2 separate regions of the Mus musculus genome follow, and region 1 is linked to region 2. A link is a contact called in public Hi-C data. All regions are on one chromosome and are shown on one strand. Each heading gives the region's core, a stretch centred on a gene start, on an enhancer-like site or on the middle of the called end of the contact. The rest is flanking DNA. Distances are from core to core; before and after follow the strand shown. Region 1 overlaps Mtfr2 (mitochondrial fission regulator 2). Region 2 holds the start of Gm48249 (a long non-coding RNA gene).

Region 1 (6,089 bases), core at 3,444-5,943, 72 kb before region 2:
GTCCATGCCTTGGGAAGAGTTCATGGGAAGGGTTGGAGAGAGGGAAATGAAGAGGAACAATGATGCAATTACAATTTAAAAAATAAAAAAAAAATCACTATAATTTTTTTCCACGTGACTGAGGAGAGAGTTCCAGGGTGCAGCATTTACATGACATGCACAAGGTTCTGGTGTTCAACTCCAGTACAGAAGAAACAGACACTGTGAGCATTGGTGTGAGGTGTAACTGTTTGATGGCTCATTGACCTTGAGAGGTCATTAATATCCTATGATGAGACATTTCAGTGGGTCAGGATGCTAGCCAGCAAGCCTGAAAAACTTCCCTGATACCCACACAGTGGAAATATTGGACAATTCCCTCAAATTGTCCTCTGCTCTTCACATGAGAATCATGGTGTGTACACCTACACACACACACACACACACACACATACACACACACACACACTATATATATATATATATATATATATATGTATATATATATATACACACATACATATATGCACAATTTTTAAAAATTAAGAAAACAAACCTATTTTTGATGTAACACTAAAATAGCTTGTTTTTAAACTTTTGATATAACTAATCAAGAGTCTGTTCATCTTTACTTAAAATTTTACCCTACCAGCTGCTAACCTTGGACGCAAACACCTATCCGAGCAATATAAGTTAAACCATATATTGAAGATCTTAAAGGTACTATGAACAACATGAATGCCCTAATTAATATGACTATTTGGAGCTGCAAATATAACTCTGAGGTAGGGTTCATGCTTCGAATGACCCAGAATTTGACCTCTAACAACACAAAAATTAAAATGACCACTGTACCTGGGTAACAGCACTAATATTGTCAAAGTATTTTTAGAATAAATATAGTGATAAAAATATTTAGGGAATTAGTCTTTAGACTTAGAAATGCCTTCAGAGGAGACCGAGAGTTAGCTCAATGCTATTTACCCATCAAGCATACAGTCTTGGATTTGTTCCCCAGCACAATAAGGGGGCTACAAATTCCTCAGTGTCTGAAAACAACACCTGCTTAAAATTAATTAAAAATAAACCACCTGAAAATCATGCCTATTGTAACCATGGTAGCCAATCACTGGAACCACCTGAGAATCGCATTCGTGGTAACCATGGTAACCAAACGTACTCTCCATCATCCCATTCACTCATTCCTTGGGCTTCTCTCTAATTCCTTGGCTTGTCTCTTGCTTGGCTACTTTCAAAAATCAAACTCCTCCTCAGAGGGCAAAGAATTAACTCTCCTGAAGTTGTTTTCCAGAATGTGAGGAGGCAGTTCTTGGGTAGACAATTCTATGACACATGAACAAAAGGAAAAAACTCTGGACTCACTCACTAGACTCTGGTCACTAGATCCAGTGTGGTCAAGCAGTGTTAACCATGAACCCTCCCCTTGAGCCAGCTTGTGGTTCCAGTCAGGGCCAAAGAGCCATCCCATGTTCTAGGAGTGAATGGTTCCACTTTTCAGCTTTCGGCTCGGAGGACGCTGTGGTGCAACTTTCTTCGGTCATCCTGAATCCGGGTTCATCCACCTTGGCCCCTAAGATCAGTCCTCTAGGTCTGTCTCCAAAAGAAAGTTGGCGATGACATTGCCAAGGCTACTGGTGACTGGAAAGGTCTCAGGGTTACAGTGAAACTGAGCATCCAGGACAGACAGGTCCAGACTGAGGTGGTGCCCTGTGCCTCTGCCCTGATCATCAAAGCCCTCAAGGCGCCACCAAGAGACAGGAAGAAGCAGAAGAACATTAAACACAGTGGGACCATTACTTTCGATGAGATTGTCACCATTGCCCAGCAGATGAGACACTGGCCTTTGGCCAGAGAACTTTCTGGAACTATCAAGGAGATCCTGGGTACTGTATAGTCTGTGGGCTGCAATGTGGATGGACGCCACCCTCATGACAATCATAGATGACATTAACAGTGGTGCAGTGGAATGCCCAGGTAGTTAAGAAGAAAATATTTCAATAAAAGACTAATAAACGAAACAACAACAACAAAAAGAAGAGTGACTAGTTGCTGGCACATTGACACAGCCAAGGAGGCCTTAGGTAATCCTGGTTTAAATCATAGCTGTGAAACTCTCACAGATTTGAGCAATTAACCTGCATTATATTTTTTTTTTACTCCTTTGGATAAAGTCTGCTAGAAATCATAAGTGTGGTGGGTTTTCTCTTCTTTTTAATCGTATTTAAACAACAAAATACTTGACTTATAGAGAAAGCTAGGATTTGTTTTGTACCCCTGCTTAAAAGACATTTCCCTACATGTAACAACTATTTGTAAAAATGTTAAAAAAAAAAAAAAAGCTCTCCTTGGTTTTACAAAGATGAAGCATTAAAATCCTCCAATTAAACAAACTATACAAGGACTTTTGTTTTGGGGTTTGTTGCTGTTGTTAAAACAGTGAAAGCAGAGTGACCCAGCGGACTAAGAGCAGCGGAGTGAGTGTGCCACTGAGAAAGGGGCTATTGTCACAGAACCAGTCCTTGCCTCCAAACGCTGTACACATGTGCAAACCGTTTGTGTACAACAGAGTAAGACTAGGGAAGGATAAAGAAGGAACAGAGATGTCCCGAGGTTGCCAGGATGTGCTAGAACCAAACTGTCTTCCTAATGGAGAATGTGTTCTTGGTCTATCACAACATCCTCACGTGAAGTTTTCCCTTCTGCAATACCCCATGTCTGATGCTGGAACACATCCATACCTTCATCCTCCTGGCCCAACTGTTCAGGTGTGTTTCAGTGATTGGCTGCCATCAGAGAGAAATCTGATCTGCCTCACTGACAAACCCTGTGGTTCACAATAGGCTTTCGTTAGCTGAGTGGTGCCTGCTTCTTAACTATCTATATACCACAGAACCATCTGCCCTGCCACCTTCTAATTGATAAGATCATTGTTCTCGGTCTTTCCCTGGGTTTCTTGTTGGCTGTGGCCAGCACTGAATTCTCTTTGGGGGCTGCTTCACAAAAGAAGTACCACGCCCACACTGAAGGAGCACACACCACCAGTAACAGCAGCACACGGTGGCTGCAGTATGGGCCAAGCAGGGGTTGGGCTGGTTGTGCATATGGTGGGGTGGTTGTTTCCCCCCCTCCAATACTGGGTAGGGCCTAGATAGAATCTTGTGCATGCTGGGCAAGCACTGAGCTATACCCTCAGCCTTCTTTTCACCTGAGACAGTGTCTAAGTTTTCAGACTGACCCTGGCCATTCTGTGGCCCAAGCAGATCTTGAGCCTGCAATCTTCTTGCCTCAGCCCTCCTGGTAGTTACAACTACAGTTCTGGGACACCAGACCACACTAGTTTGGGATTTGTTTTTGAGGCAATCTCCTGTAGGCTGAGTTGACCTTAAATGCCTGATCCTCCTGCCGCCATCTCTCAGATTCACAACCACACCCACCTTGGGCCCAGCCCTGAGTTTTAAATTCACATCAAGTCTGTTTTGACAAATGGGAAGCCATGTGTCAAAAGAGGTCTCATAGTCTAAGAGTGGCATGCACCGATTATCAATCAGGCACTCTGGGTTTAATCACAACTGTACTACTTGGAAGAAAATGACCTTAGGTGAGCTGCTTATGTGACATACACTCCACTGTCTTCATCTACAGAATGGGGATAACTCTTGAAAAGCTGTGCTAAATGGAGTATATACCTAGTGACTGTTGGGCGTAGACAGAAGTAAATGAATAAGACCCAGTTCCTATCCTTAGCAGAACCTGGTGAGACTGGGGAGAGCCAGCCCAGGAAGCAACTATTACAACAGATGCAGCAGTAGAGAGAAGCTCAGGGTCCCAGACAGAGAGCAGGCAATGGTCACATATACCAATGGGCTTTTAAGGAAAATGTCTTGAAGCAGGAGTAGGGATCCTCATAAAAATAAAAATACCACCAGTGTGTCCTCTGGTGGAGCAGAAGTTGCATGCTGCCCTTAACATGACAGAAGAACTAAAGCCACAGGGAATGGCTGATGCTGTAGGGTGGGGGAGCTTGTGAGTAGCTCAGACTGGAGGCAGACTGCCTGGGGTTTGAGTCTCGGCTCAGCACTATAATGGTATCATCCTGGGTCTAGTACTGACCCCTTCCCGCCTCTGAGAAGGGAGTGTGATGGTCCCTTTGAGGGAGTTGTGGGGAGGATTTAACAAATGAAAGTTTGTTAGAGCGCACAGGATTGTGCTAATACAAATTGAATATTCACTGTTTAAATTAAGTGTTAATCAGCTGTTAAGATTAGTCATCCTCTGACTTCAAACAGGATTATGTAAGCTGAAAGCAAGGTATGGGCTTCCAGAGAAAGCTAGCAACAGGAGGCTTGGCACAGCCCCATAGCTACCAGCTGCTTAAAGCAGAGCTAAACAGAAGGGTCCTTAGGGAGGTTAACCAGGCAGGTGCCACAGGATGAAACCCACCCGTGTTGCTCACAGTGGTTCCTGTGCCACTCCCTAGCAAAACAGCCATACTGTAGCTTTACAGTGGGGATAATCCTACTGCAATCTTGAATGTTAACAATTAAATACTGGCATGGCTTGCTTTAATTATTGACTTTTCACAAACATCTATTTGTGGGCCAGCAAGATGGCTCAGTGGGTAGAAGCACTTGCCACTGAGTCTGACAACTTGAGCATGATCTTCCAGAGCCCATACAATTCTTGACAACCGTACACTACCTATACACTAGTGTAATTAAAGCTATGTGTCTATTTGCTGGGGGAAAGTTGAATTAGCTGACTGATGCATGATTAAAAATGTCAAGGATATGCCAATTTATAATTTGTGACTGCCCTTTACAGAAGATGCTTGCACACTTCTCAATCTAGCCTTGTTTTACCAATGACATCTACTAAGTTGTCACTTGGCTGTGGTTAACAGCTGTTAGCAAGCTCAGCGTGCTCGGTTGGTACTGGACTTCCCTCTACTGGTAAATATAGAGAATTACAGCCCTAAGGTGTTTTGACTTTCAATTTGTTAATACACTGCTTTCTTACATACTTTATCTGTCAACTGTCTGGAATGCCTTCAGTAATGATGCACAGTTTAAATAGGTTAAAATTTTGTGTTTACAGTGTTTCCTATGGTTAGAACACGGATTGGAAAATCCATCTGCCTGGCTTCACAACCTATCTCACCACGTAGGCTTTGAGGACCTTGGGAGAGTGGCCGGACTAGTAACTCCCTCTGCCCAGTTTCCCATCTGCTGAGTGAGGCTACCAAAAGCCTACACCCACGCTATTGGTGTTGGGACTGAACGAGTCAATGCATGGAAAGTACTGAGATTGGCCAAAAGTGCGTTCAAAATGGAGGCCCTGATACACAACGGGTTTTATTTCTAAGTTCTTTACAATAAACTGTTGATGAGTGACAGACAAGTTAGGGTCCTCTGATAGGAGAGCACCTGGGGGAATGGGTGGGTGCTGACCCCACGGACACGGCCCCGCCCCCCTGCTCCCTGCTGCAACACAGGCGAAGCCAAGCAGGGAAGCATGCAAATGTATCACATTAGCACCAATGAGGAGACAGCCTACTGCAAATAAACTAGGGTTCACTTGTACCACCCCCCAAGAAATTCTAACAGAAATATAACCACTTCTCACAAAATAACCAGATTTCATAAAACAGTAAGAATATAATTTGAAATGTTAAATACTCAACCAAATTCAAAAGATCCATTTATTATAAAATCTACATTATATATATATATATATATATATATATATACACACACACACACACACACACACACATACATATGGGATACAAACATAATAGAGAACAAAGGGAACAAACCAGCCATCTGTGTGTGCAAAGCCAGTGTGGATGGAACTTATCAAGGGTCTACTTCTACTTGCAGTAGAAAGTTCAACCCTACATGACTAAAATTGTGACTATCTTTTTTTTCCCTTCAGTTTCTCAGGTGTTCCTGTGTTTTCACAACTATGACTAACTTAATAAAAAACAATATCATCTTCTGCTCACTAAAAATCCACAAGCTGCTGAAGGCCAAACAAACCGTATCACAGCAACTCACAAGACTGAAAGGAGCCTCAGTAGGAAGCCATAA
Region 2 (6,831 bases), core at 612-3,111:
GTACATTTGAGGACAGCTACAGTGTACTTATTTATAATAATAATAAAGAAATCTTTGGGCCGGAGCAAGTAGGGACTGAGTGAGTGGAGTTGACCAGGGCAAGCAGGGCCGACTGGAACAACCAGAGGTCCTAAAAATTCAATTTCCAACAACCACATCAAGGCTCCATACAGCTACAGTGTACTCATATAAATTTTTTTTTTTCTTTAAAGAGTTCTTACATCTTGATCCACAGGCAGCAGGAGAGACTGAAACACCCTGGCCAGACTTGAGCTTTTAAGATCACCTCCACTGTGACTCGGGCCACACCTACTACAACAAAACCACACTTCTAAAGGAGAGAGAGAGAGAGAGAGAGAGAGAGAGAGAGAGAGAATTCTCAAGTTGATTTTAACTTTTGTTTGAAAATGTAGTTAACCTAGAAGAGCCTGAACAAAGAAGAATGGATGGGGTGGACTCATTCCACTTAGGTCTTCTCTCTCCCTCTCACTCTCTCTCCCTCCCTCCCTCCCTCCCTTTTCCTTCCTTCCTTCCTTCCTTCCTTCCTTCCTTCCCTTTCTTCTCCGAGACAGGGTTTCTCTGTGTAACAGTCCTGGTTGCCCTGGAACTCACTCTGTAGACCAGGCTGGTCTCAAACTCATAGGCACCCACCTGCAGCCAGCATTGAGTCTTACTATGAACTAAAGTTACATTTAAGTGTGTTAATGATTTAAGTATGGACAAATAGTTCCACAACCAGAATAGATAGCGTAGAGATTGTCCCATGCATGTAGGATCAAGAGGCTTCTAAGTTGACAGACAATTAAATGGAGAAATTAAATGAAACTGTTCTGAGCACACAGTGCTGTCTACCAGGATTGCTGTGTCCTGGTTAGTTTTTAATGTCACCTTGACACTAGCTAGTGTCATCTGAGAGGAGGGAACCTCAACCGAGATCAGGCAAACCCATAGAGCGTTTTTATCTTGAATATCATCTGCAGTCATTTGGACAGTAACCTATGTGATTTACTACAGTTATGTATTTCATTGTACACATGTCAATTTGTCATAAGTTGTTGCTTAGATCTTCCTGATGTGGTTTATATTTTAAGCTTTATGTATCCCCTTATTATGGTCACTCAAAAGGGGTTATCAGCTGGATGTGGTAACTCATGTTTATAACTTCAGAACTTGGGGGGGGGGGGTTGAGGCCAACCTAGGCTACAGTGTTAGTTCTAGACCATGTAGGAGTATATACGCAGACCCTGTCACAAACACTAACAAACAAAAGAGGGATTGAAGCAATCGAAATGATAGAGGTAGAACACTCAGTGTCCACAGGCGGCTCCGGTCTTCCCAGCATTTACAGGGAATTTTTGTTTGTTTGCTTTAACATTTACTGCAATTCCACTGACGATTCACAGAGATTCCTGGGAGGAAACCCTGAGACAAGGCCCAGGGCCTGTCAGGAAACTTGCCTTCCAACTCAGGTGGACAAGAACCAAGGGCTTTGTCTATGAGAAGGTGAACAACTGCCCATAATACAGGAAGGGAGGTCCGACCCTAATCCTGCCTTCCTCTCCCCGAGAAACTGCTGACATTTAAGCCACAGCAGCAGAAGAGGCAAAGATAATTGGACAGTGTGCACCTGCCTGTCTGCTCGTACATTACAGGCGGTGAGTTGAGTTTGAGACGAATCCTTTTGTCAGTCGTGGGAAGCTAAGGATCCCCTCTGGGTAAATTGAGGGGACCCTCTCTGAGCATTGTAGCCCAGCTAGATCAAAATTAGGGGAGCAGAAGCCCTTATACTGGGCAGCCTCAGTGAGGATCGTGTCTACCGGAAAGGGTAGCAAGCTAATTCAGGGAATGAAGATGACCAGACTCAGCCGCTGAAAACGGACTGAACTATCGTCCTAGTAGCTCACTGCCGCCACCTCCTGGAGATGTAGGGACTTAGCCGTGCTGTTCAATTAGGTTTTTTTGTTTTGTTTTCTTTTGTTTTGTTTTTTTTAAAATAAATCCCATTGCCATTCTCATAACTGGCAATTAATATTGACACAAACAATAACATTTATCATTTTAAAATATTATATCTGGTGGCTAAAATACTACATTCTTTTTTATTTCATTTTTTAAAGAAAAATAGTTAACTACCCAGGGTCCCATTCTGCTCCCTCAATGTCTGCAGTTTAATACGATTTTTTGTATAAGATAAATTACAAGGAAAAAAGAGCAATATTTCCGCTTACCAGAAACCAGTTACTATAATGTACACTGCAGGTGTTCTATTTGGTGTTGTTTTTTATTTGTTTTGATAAGTTCTTACTCTGTAGCCCAGAAGGGATGCAAACTCTAGGTACTCCTGTCTCAACCTCCTGAAGGCTGGATTACAGGTCTGTGTCACCATTCCCACAGAAAACAAAATCTGGTTGTCGGCTTTGAGTGTGTGTGTGTGTGTGTGTGTGTGCGCGCGCGTGTGCGCATGCACAAGCAATCCCGTTTCAGTGCTGTGTGCATGCTTATGTTTACACATCCACGCATGTGCATGCATATGCACATAAAGACCCAAAGCTGATGTCAGTATCTTCCTCTACTATTCTCCACTGTTTTTACCGAGGCAATGGTCCAGACTGAACCGGCCGGAGCTTGCGGTTCTAGCCAGGCAGCTTCCTCTAGGCAAGCTCGCGCTTTATCCACTGAGCATCTGCCCAACCCTGGTTTCATTTATTTGTAACAGTGTAGTTCAGACTGGCATCAAACTCACTGTGTGGGCCAAGGATAAGCTCAAACTTTTGATTTTGCAGCCTCCACCATGCCCAGCTGTGTATATATATATATATATATATATATATATATATATATATAACCCATTTATAATGATACTAAGAAATAACAAAGATCTAACAATCTAAGAAAAGGTATGAGCCTTCTATACAGGAAACTAAAGTTCTGTGAGCTGAGAGAGAAATTAAAGAACATTTCACCATGACCGAAGCAACTCGAGGAAGAAAGGGTTTATTTGGCTTATGTTTCCATAGCACTGTTCATCATCAAAGGAGGCCAGGACAGGAACTCAGACAAGGCAGGATCCTGGAGGCGGAAGCTGATGCAGAGGCTGTGGGGGGTGCTGCTCACTGGTTTGCTAGTCATGGTCCGTTCAGCCTGCTGTCTGTAGAATCCAGAACCACCAGCCTAGGGATGGAGTAGGGTAAAAGGGCCAAAGGGTGGGGGGGCACTTTGACCCTGACTTGATCCCAAGACCAGGGCCAAGAAACAAGAGCCCACCAATCCCTGAGCACAAAAACCCCATCCCTGAGCATACACACACACACACACACACACACACACACACACACACACACACACACATCTCATTGATCCCTGAACAGGAAACCCCACCAATCCCTGAGCTCAAGACTAGGAACTGAAACCCCACCAATTCTCACCCTGGAAATCTCCCCGCCTCCCCACCCACCCCATCCCCACCCCAAGAAGCCATATATAAAGCTTGAGTTCTGCTCAGTACTTGGTTGCTTCTATCCCCAGTATTGGCAGTCTTCTGGTCTTTTCCTCCCAATAAATCTCTCGTGTGAGGTTTGTTGTGTGGTATGACTGTGGCATTCCTTGGCTTCCTACTGCCAGGATACCTCTCCAAGGAGAGCTATAATACCTTTTGCTTGGTAAACCTCCTCCTGTTGGAAGAGCTGAAACGCTTCTGTAGGGGAAACCTTTCCCTTCAAAGCTACTACAGATGAAACCTTCCATAGTGGGCTGGACCCTTCCGCATTGATCACTAATTAAGAACAAGCTGAACAGCTGAATCTTACGGAGTCATTTTCTCAATGAGGCTCCCTTATCTCTGTTGACTCTAGCTCTGTCAAGTTGACACAGAACCGGCCAGTACACCTGAGCAGGTCTGTAGGGCCCTGACAAAGGAAACTGGTAATCCCGGGTACCTACCACACATGGATTCTAAAGCTGGCTCTGGCTGGGGTCTGTTGTGACACTCCAGGTTCCTAGCATTTCTGAGCTGTAGTTTCACTTAAAAATGGTAACTGACTCTCCTAAAGCCTACCTTAAAATGGTGAAAATTCGGGCTGGTGAGATGGCTCAGTGGTTAAGAGCTCCGACTGCTCTTCCTAAGGTCCCGAGTTCAAATCCCAGCAACCACATGGTGACTCACAATCATCCGTAACAAAATCTGATGCCCTCTTCTGGAGTGACTGAAGACAGCTACGGTGTACTTATGTATAACAAACAAAGAAAGAAAGATTAAAAAAAATGGTGAAAATTCACTGAGAAATGAGAAAGATAAAAAAGAAGGGCTTATGGGGTGGGTTTACATTAAATTTTCCCATTCAGTAATGAGTCCTAAACTGCTCTCTTTCCAATTTTATTGTAATTTTTCCTTTTGGCAAAGCTAAGAGCAGGTAGGAGTTAAACAGAGATTTTAAATTCCTTGTGCTTGGCAAATGTGATCCTGGAATCTGGTTGCTTAACACAGAAAGATTCTGAGTTTGGTAGCAATCTGGGCAACATAGTCAGGACCCATCTCAAAAAACAAACAAAACAAATGAAACAAAACTGAAAAAAAATGTCATCTTTATAAGTAAACTTACAGAGTTAGGGTTAAAAGAGGAAAAAAGATAGACATGACCTTTATGTAAAGTTTTGTTGTAATTTCATGATAATTAAGTTTATCACTAATACTATACTTCTGGTGCTATTTGCCATTACATTTTTTGTGAAAAGTATTTCATATATATAGCAATACCTCAATGGACATTGGAGCTCAAAATTATATTATTTAGTGTGTGTGTGTGTGTGTGTGTGTGTGTGCCTCTGCAACTAACATGGAAGCAAAGGAGGTCAGAGGGTAACGCGAGGGAGTTGGGTCATTCCTTGTGCCGGGGTCACAGGGTCACAGGTCACAGGGATTGAGCTCGGGTTGTCTTCAGGCTTGGCATTTGTCGGCTTGCACTGGCTGTCATGGTGGCCCCATCATGAATAAGGCTTTGTTTGTTTGCTTTTGTTGTTGCTCTGTTTATTTGTTCTTAACATGAATCACAAGGGAGAAAACAGGGGCCAGACTAGGCATGTTGGGAGACACCGCTTGGGGTCACATTAAAGCGCCGTGCTATCTATAAAGGCGATTTCTGTTCTTAAGCATCTTTGCTGTTTGTAGGAGACAGAAATACGCCTCAATGTAAAATATAAGCATAAACATTTAAATTAGTATAATGGCTTATTTCTTTAACCTAGAAAGTTGATGCAGGTGGACTGCTATGAGTTAGAGGCCAGTTTGGGCTACATACTATGTGGTGTCTAATTAGTCCCAGTGGGTTTGGGTGGCGCCTGCCAGGTCTGTAGATGGTTCTCAGTCTTCAGAGAATTGCTCTGGGTGAGGTAGTGGTGGTGGTGGTGGCAGTGGTGGCGACTGCGACCCTGAAATGTTCCATCACTGCAGAGGTTGCTTCTTTTCAAATAGAGAATGCTCGCAAACAAACGGAGAAACCACTGTCTGAAGTCTGCATCTCACGGCAAGGTCCACAGCATTCAGCGTCTAAGGAACGCTGGGAAAAGGAGAAAGAGAAGGAAAGGAGAGAGCGAGAGAGCGAGAGCGAGCGAAAGCAAGCGAGAGAGAGTGAGTGAGAGAGCGAGAGAGAGCGCACAAGTGAGAGCGAGAGCAACTGGGAGGGCCTGAGGCTTTTGCAGTGTCTGCCTCTGTCTGCTGGGCCTCTCTTGAAGTTTGCACAGTCATATCCCTTGGGTGGTTTGAATTCCAGATAAATTGAGGAGCTATGTCTCCATGGTAACAGCAGGGAGAAGAAAATGGGAAAACAAGCTAATATTTATAGCCCATGTCCGCTGATGTTGTGCTGGCTTCGGTCGTTATGCTATCGCAGGGCTAAGGTAGGAACGACATCTGTCTCTCCTGGTGCTTTAGTTCTGTTTTTTTTGCATTCTCCCTCCAGCATGGGTAGTGCTAGTTACAGCGCTTTGCCGCACTGTCCTTCGGCTGTGTCTGGTAAAAGAAACAGATTCCAGAGCCAGCTCCAGCGCTGACCTCACGTGGTTATCCAAAGTCCTCAGTTTCTTCATCTCTGAGTAATGCCTACCTTTACCAGGTTTTGGGAGGATTCAATCAGGTCGTGTCCCCCCCACCCCCCTTGCCCAGAGAGGTGGCCATTGTTATGCATATTGCTGCTGATGCTGCTTAAATGTAATCATTCTTGTTTTGATTGACAGAAAATAACTCAGAGATGTGCATCAGGACAAAGGGTAGGCATGGCGGCACACACCTGCAAACTAGCACCCAGGAGGCAAGGGCAGGACATCAGGGCTCCACAAACTCTGCCTCAGAACCTCTCTCAGTTACTGCCCTCCCACCCCCACCCTTAGCCCCCCAAAGAGAAAGAAACAGGTTTTTAGCAGAGCTTAGTGTAATCCATGTGTTTTATATCTAGACTTAGATGCCTTTTGGATTATATGGCTTAAGAGGCACAATAAAGGCTCTTGTTTTCACTGATGATTGTTTTAAATATCGATCTTGTCGGGTTGCCATGTCTTTTTTGTTTTATTGTTATTTGCAGGCTGTCAGACACGCAGATCTCAGGCTGGAGAGTCACAGCTCAGAGTATACACACACCCACACAAAGGCCCTGCCAGCTCAGCCTGTTTGCTTTGTTATGGCAACCCTGTCACTTCCATCTGGAGAGTGAGTAATGATGTCATTATCCACAGGGCCAGGACGGTGGGGAGTTGCATTGTCAGAGATGGAGGTAGGGCGAGGGGCCCCTCAGCATCCGCCTTTGACAAGGAAAGAACTGAAGAGCGTTATCTGTGTGATTT

Evidence for each region. Hi-C and Micro-C count contacts between places; a contact is called where the count stands out from the background.
Region 1: a Hi-C map of bone marrow-derived macrophages shows a contact between it and region 2, with 1.8 times the contacts expected there. The contact joins two enhancer-like sites. A contact is called at or near these places in 1 of 39 promoter capture datasets (liver) and 7 of 484 Hi-C or Micro-C datasets (bone marrow-derived macrophages, brown adipocytes, cranial neural crest and 4 more).

The regions. Positions count from the first base shown.
Region 1 is chr10:20,360,900-20,366,988 of GRCm38.p6, reverse strand. Mtfr2 (mitochondrial fission regulator 2) reads right to left here. Exons shown (of 7, transcript NM_027930.3): 7 at 5,320-6,089. It also overlaps the pseudogene Gm48537. Among named protein-coding and RNA genes, the nearest start is that of Mtfr2, 16 kb to the right of the region's middle. Within about 2 kb of position 4,693, at least 12 of the 459 cell types and tissues checked have an H3K27ac peak or open chromatin away from gene starts, as enhancers often do. A contact at or near this core is called in bone marrow-derived macrophages, where this site is marked.
Region 2 is chr10:20,285,636-20,292,466 of GRCm38.p6, reverse strand. Gm48249 (a long non-coding RNA gene) reads left to right here and starts at 5,808. Exons shown (of 3, transcript XR_003948991.1): 1 at 5,808-5,892; 2 at 6,573-6,697. Within about 2 kb of position 1,861, at least 66 of the 459 cell types and tissues checked have an H3K27ac peak or open chromatin away from gene starts, as enhancers often do. A contact at or near this core is called in bone marrow-derived macrophages, where this site is marked.